2 separate regions of the Mus musculus genome follow, and region 2 is linked to region 1. The links are chromatin contacts, called in public promoter capture Hi-C maps. All regions are on one chromosome and are shown on one strand. The core of a region is the stretch at or near the end of the contact, and the rest is flanking DNA. Distances in the headings are between cores, read along the strand shown.

The links. Promoter capture Hi-C pulls out the DNA fragments that hold promoters and counts their contacts.
Region 2: a promoter capture Hi-C map of liver shows a contact between it and region 1, with 3 times the contacts expected there. The contact joins the promoter of Fndc10 here to the promoter of Gabrd in region 1. A contact is called at or near these places in 7 of 39 promoter capture datasets (the 3T3-L1 cell line, the C10 cell line, cranial neural crest and 3 more), 2 of 484 Hi-C or Micro-C datasets (the N1E-115 cell line and myocytes) and 3 of 115 datasets of contacts at active chromatin or transcription factors (cardiomyocytes and embryonic stem cells).

What each region holds. Positions count from the first base shown.
Region 1 is chr4:155,396,146-155,399,342 of GRCm38.p6, reverse strand. It overlaps Gabrd (gamma-aminobutyric acid (GABA) A receptor, subunit delta), which reads left to right and starts at 1,274. Exons shown (of 9, transcript NM_008072.2): 1 at 1,274-1,448. The coding sequence starts at 1,381. It also overlaps a transcript of Cfap74 not described here.
Region 2 is chr4:155,692,607-155,695,700 of GRCm38.p6, reverse strand. Fndc10 (fibronectin type III domain containing 10) reads right to left here and starts at 1,359. Exons shown (of 1, transcript NM_178699.4): 1 at 1-1,359. The coding sequence starts at 1,200. The coding sequence ends at 529.

The DNA.
Region 1 (3,197 bases), core at 25-2,524:
TATAAGTCATCTTTTTCAACACACCTGACTGGCCAGTTTCCAGGCATCCCCAGGGCACCTGAGCATAGGGCATCCTTACTATGTCGATTAGGCTGTATCTAAACCTCTCATCTTCTGCTTCAGTCTCTGAAGTAGCTGGAACTCCACGTGTTCACCACTGGTGGGTGGGATCTGCTTATTTTAAAGTGTTTTCTGTGATCCCAGGCATCCAGTAAGGTCAATGAATGAGGTGAAACAGGGGCTAAAGCTTGTGAGTAGCTTTTAAAAGGAATCCTTCAAAACTTTGTACTCAAAAGAATTAAAATGGAAGATGTGTCCGGGGGAAGAGCATACTAATTGGTTTTCCAATATCAAATGGTCAGCCTTGAGAACAAAATACAAAGTGGCATTATACAGACTGAGCCGGTTATAATTAGGAATATATATGTATATACATATTTGTATGTAGCAACAATTAATGAAAAAAAAAAAGAGGCCATGAATTTGAAAGAGAGAAAAGAGTGGTGGTATACAGGAGATGCTGGAGGGAGGAAAGGGAGAAATGATAGAGTTGTAATTTCAAAAATAAAAAAGACAATTTAAAAAAGATAAAAGATGTGTGAGCCTTCTTTCCTATGGAGGGTCGATGTCAGCGTTGTCAGCAGGGCCTGTCCTGGTTGGTATGGATAGGTAAGATGGGACCTGAGCACCCAGATTCAGGTATCAGTATCCTCTCTTGTCCAGTAGGGTTTTCAAGTCAGAGAGATAGTCAATAATAGTATCTACCACTTTTCTCTCTTATGAGGGAAGGTGGAGGGTGTCCAGGGAATGAAATGTGAGGAGGTGTCTGATATTCCCTGATAGAAGGAATGGTGGCTTCAGGAACGCCCCCTGCCTAGGCAACCCAAGCCTGAGACCCTCACAAACCTCTCAAGCAAGCAGGGCCTCAGGGATGAGGCTTTGCACTACCTGCAAAAGGGAATCCACTCGTCTTGCGTCCTGGTCGTTTGTGCTCCAGGCAGACACGTGGAGGAACTTGTTTGCAGACAGCAAGGGCCACAGCTGGAGGAGGGTCTGGGCCGCCTGACTTCTGACAGCAATGGAGAGGACACAGTGTGCGAGGCTCTCGGAGCTCTCCGGAGCGCAGCGGAGCGACCACCGGGTGCTATGCGGTGCGCAGAAGCCTCCCCGCGTGCGGCAGGGCGTGCGAGCGGGGGTGGGACTGTGGCGCGGGGCGGGGCGGGGCGGGGCGGGGCAGGCTCGACGTTCCATCCTCCCCCAGCGCCCGTTCCACTCTCCTTCGCGCTCCCGCCCTTCTGGTGCCGCCGCGCGGCCGCAGGCAAAGCAACTTTGCTTGCGCTGGGGCTAGCTGGACCTGTCCCGCGCACAGCCCGCAAGGCCATGGACGTTCTGGGCTGGCTGCTGCTGCCGCTCCTGCTGCTCTGCACGCAGCCGCACCATGGCGCCAGGTGAGCAGCTCGTGGGCCAGGGATGATGTGGGGCAGGAGGGACTCGTTCTTTGGCGGGCACCCTCGGTGGGGCAGAGTTCCGAGTTGTCAGGACCCAGAGTCTTCACCTCTAGGTCCACCCTGTTGTGCTTTGCGCCTGCCGCTCTTCCAGATCTAAGGACCCGGCTGACCTCTCTCCTGCTGCCCGGGTGCTGTCCGCCGTCCTCGGTGCTGAACGCTGCGCTGTGGGGCGGGATTGGAGCCGCCAGGCCAGGTTAATGTGAAAACCTCTCTTCATCTTTGTCCTTGGCCCCATCCCACTGAGCTGGTTCCTGCTCCGCTGGTACCCTTCCAAGTGCAGAGCTGAAGCTCGGCAGGATGAGCTGAGGGCAAGAAGAAAGGAAGACTTAAGAACTGGGGGTCATGGGGAGCGGGTCTGCCCTTGAGAAATGACTATCCTTTTCCTCCGTCTTGTATGGACGCCTCAGAAAGGTTTGTCCCAACCCTGTCAGTAGAGCAAAGGTGACCGTGGGTCTTCTCTCAGCAGTTGCTTCTGAGTTTACAGACTGAATCCTGATTGCAGGTGAACAGCAGCCAAGTGGTCCTGTCGAATACCCCCATGGAAGGAGACTATATTCTTGGGGATAAAAGAGGGCTCTTTCCCCAGAGCGAGAAGAGTCTAAGCAGGGAGGCCTTAGGCTGGGGCATCCTCTCAGGAGCTTCCAACACTCCACAGTCCCTGTCTTCTTTCTCTTCTCGCTGGGACTTAGAATCCAACCTTGGTCATCTTGGGCCGAGCAACCTACCATGAGAGTCATAAGAAGCAAGTGTCTTTGTGAGGTCCTTTAGAGGAAAAGGCAGAAATCAAACAGTGGAGACAGGTCCCTGGAGCTCTGGACTTGAGGGCCAACTGGCACGGACCTAGAGGGTTGGACAACAGATATGGCTGCATGCCAGCTGTATTTTGGCCGTAGAGTCCCAGGAAGCATGTCATGCAGGTGTCTGAGCCTCTCTGCTGGCAGGTGGGGGACAGGTCCAGAAGGCCTAGATCTGGCTACAAATGTTAGAACTAGGTTGGAGAGCAGAGAATGGCCACTGACCGTAAGCCTCTGATCCACCAATGCCCAGAAAAGGGTTCTGTTCCTTATTTAGTCCCTGTGGGCTTTACTTCCTTTCTTCTCAGAGGGTGAAGCATAGTAACATGGCTGCAGCTGTCATGTTTGAGGCTCTGAGGTCAGATGCTGGCCGTGACCGTGGCCACATAGCCAAGAATTTGAAAACTGAGAGGCTCTGACAACCCCAACATTTTAGTCTGAGCATGACACCAAAACTCATTTGTTGGCAAATCCTGTCCTATGCTGACACGAAGCTCGTTTTCTATTTATTCTATTTACAGGACCTATTTATAGGTTGCTTGCTGGGAAATTCTCCAGACCCCTCCCTCAACTCTGCATGCATAGCCTATCCCCTTCCTCAAAGTAAAAGAAAAAAAAAAGAAAGAAAGAAAAAAGAAAAAGAGAAAAAGAAGAAATTCTAAATCCTGGCTTGTGTGAGGCTTCTGAGGCGTTGGACAAGGGACTGTGTACCTGTGTTCTTGGGCACACAGGGGAGCTGAAGGACCCAATATCCTTATCCTAATCTTATGTGGATCAGCACCGTGCATAAAGTGGAGGAAGCACTGCTCTGCTGAGCTTCCGTTTCATCCTCGAATCGAAATAGTTACTGTCTTGTCATATCTTAAAAGTCTGTCCTTAGATGGCTCTGTCCAGA
Region 2 (3,094 bases), core at 110-2,609, 300 kb before region 1:
CAGCTGAGGGATGATGGGTGGCTCCTGCAGTGGGTCAGAGATACTAAGGCACAAAGCTAACCTAAGCCCACTGGGGTAAGGTGGGGTGGGTACAGGCTCCAGAGGTCACTCCTCCCAATCTGCAAAGTACAAAGTGACCAAGCAACAATCACGGCCAAGCTTTGACAACCTGGCACAGGATGAAAGTTCAGGTTCATGATCCTGGGTGCCAGTGGTTTTTGCCAGAAGGGAATGTATATTCTGGCCGGCTCTATAAAGGCCTCTGGAGATGGAGAAGACCCCTGGCTGCCATTGACACTCTAGCCCAGGCCTATGGGCCAGTCTGAGGCCTGAGTCTGGAAGGCAGATACCCATCTGGGGCTGGCAAGGTCGTGGGATGATGCCAAGGTCCCTGCATGGGCTAGTTTCCATTAGGCCCTCCATGGGGATCCTAAAGAGGGAGAGGGAATGAGAGAAAAGCAGAGAGAGGGCCTTAGGGTCTCAGCGCACTTGGCAGATGGAACCCAGGTGGGCGGGTCGCCTTGCGCTTCAGGGCTGCCTGCGCAGACTGGGTCGCCGGAAGGTCGGGTGCATGAGGTTCTCGGTGATGTAGGCCACCAGCAGGCAGATGACCACCAGCATGACACAGATGGAGCCGCCTACCGCCGTCATGGCCACCACGATCTCCTGCATAGCTGCCGGTTCGGCGGTGAACTCCACGCACTCGGCCAGCTCTGGCGGGACGACGGCGACCTCGGCGCGCAGCGGCAGCTGCTGCAGGCACAAGCGGTAGCGCACGCTGTCGTGCACGTCCGGTAGCAGGTAGTCGCGGCAAGAGGCACCCAAAAGCACGCGATCGCAAGGGAAGCGCGTATAGGTGCCACGCCACGAGCAGTTTAGCGCGAAGACGCGCACGCGGCGCGCCTCTGCAGGAGCCAGGCGCCACTGCAGCAGCACGCTGCGATTGCGCAGGACGTGGGCGCGCAGCGAGCCACCCGCCGAGGCCAACGTTTCGCAGCCCGGCGTCTGGCAGCGGAAACCCCGAACGGGGCTGCGAAAGCACAGGCGCCCACCGCCCGTCTCTGGGCCCTCGGACAGCACCTTGTAGGGGCACCAGGGCGCGTCGGGGGCCGGCTCCCAGCCCGGCGGCGTCGGGTCCACAGCGGCGCCTGACGGTGGCGCGCATGCAGCCAGCAGCAGCAGCAGCGGCGGAGCGCGCATCCTGCGGCTAGGCCGGCGCGGCGGGGCGCGGGCTCGCGAGCGCACGGGGCGCGGCGGAGGGTCACGCGGGCCGCGCCGCCGCAGCCGCTGCCGCGCTCCCCCCACGCAGCGCCCTCCGCCGCCACCCGCTCCGACCCGCTTCACGCCCAGGCCCGGTGCGCGCTCGGACCCAGCGGCAAAGGCGGGGCTGCCCCACGTCCCGCCCCCTTAACCCTCTCTGGGCCGCGTCCCACGGGCATGAGAAAGTCTACCTAGCACAGGCGGGTGTTGAACGGTGGTCCTGGGACAGGCCCTTGCCACAATTGATGAGAACTCCGGACGGTCCCTCTATCCGGTGCTGGCCCCTCGTGGCCACCGAGAGCGTCCTGCCCGCTCTGACCAAGAGGATGGACAAAGGGACTGAAATGTAACTTCACTCTGAGATCCTGGATCTTTGGAGTAGATGGCATCCACTAGGGAGGAAAATCTGAGGCCAAGGTTTTGACTTGGTGAAAATTGATTATTCTGCACTCCTGAAGAGATGTTGCAGGCAGATCTCCTCTATCTCATTGTTCCTTCTCGTCATTGGCTCTTGAAGAGGCTCAGGACCAGACAATGAAAACGACCCCACAAAAAGCCACCCCGAGTCAGGCCGATAGAATCCAAGCTACTTAAGAACTAGCCCACCCGGGCAGGAGAGATGGCCCAGTGGTTAAGAGCACTGGCTGCTCTTCCTGAAGTTGTGGATTAAATTCCCAGCAACCACATGGTGGCTCACAACCATCTATAATGGGATCTGATGGCACACAGGTGCACACACTTATATATATGTATAGAGAGAGCACTTATATACGTAAAATAAATACATCTCTAAAGAAGTGGGAAAAGAGAATAGCCTACCTGGGCTACCAAATGAGTTTGGGGTCAACCTGGGCAATTTAGTGAGACCCTCAAAATGAAAACAAAAAAATAAAATAAAATCAAACCAAGCCAGTTATGGTGCCCTAAATCAGCAAGATCAAAGGTCTCCTTGACTACTTGAGACTAGTCTCAAAAAACACAAAACAACCAAGCAAGGAGACACAGGGGGACGGGCAGAACCACTGAATTCTCACCCCTGCACGGTCACCAAACAGAGTCAGGGCCAAAGGACACCTGAAGAGACTGCCCTGCCTGCCCTGCCTGCGCTAAGTAGGGGGTGCAGCCAGAACCAGCTAGTGCCTAAAAGCTCTGCTGCTAAGGATCAACGGTGCACTGAAAAGGGAGGCGAGTGTGGTCTCACCCTACTGTACGTACTGTCCTTTGAGGTGACCTTAGCCAGGAAAGGAAACGGAGGGTGTGCGGGCTGCAGTGTTCTCTAGGTCCTACCTCCTGTGTCTGTAGACTATGGTGTTTCCACACACCTACAGCCCTTATCCTAGTCATCCTGAAAACCCCAAGCGGTAACTGAGCCTGAGTTCAGTATCAGAAGCCTCTATGCAGCCATTGTGCACCTCATGACTAACTTGGAAGGATCCAATCACGACACCAAGCCTCTCCAATTTGTAGAGTCTAATAAGATCTCCGTCCTCAGTGGAGGGCAGGGGTTTCAAGAGATATACTTCCTGCCCCCACCCTATTCCTACCTTTCCCTTAAACTGGGCAGAGTGCAGACTCATCATTGTAAATGTGCCCAGAAATTCCTGTAGGTCATGTCCAGAATTATCCAGACCTTCTTTCAGTTGGCTTGCAGGTATTAGTTGGAAATATTGGTACGGAAAATGGGCAAGACAACATAATGTGGTATCTTTGGATGGAAGACAGCTAGATGCTCAATCTTACTACTAGGAGGTGTGGCCTTGTTGGAGTGGGTGTGGCCTTGTTGGAGTGGGTGTGGCCTTGTTGGAGTGGGTGTGGCCTTGCTGAAGGAAGTGTG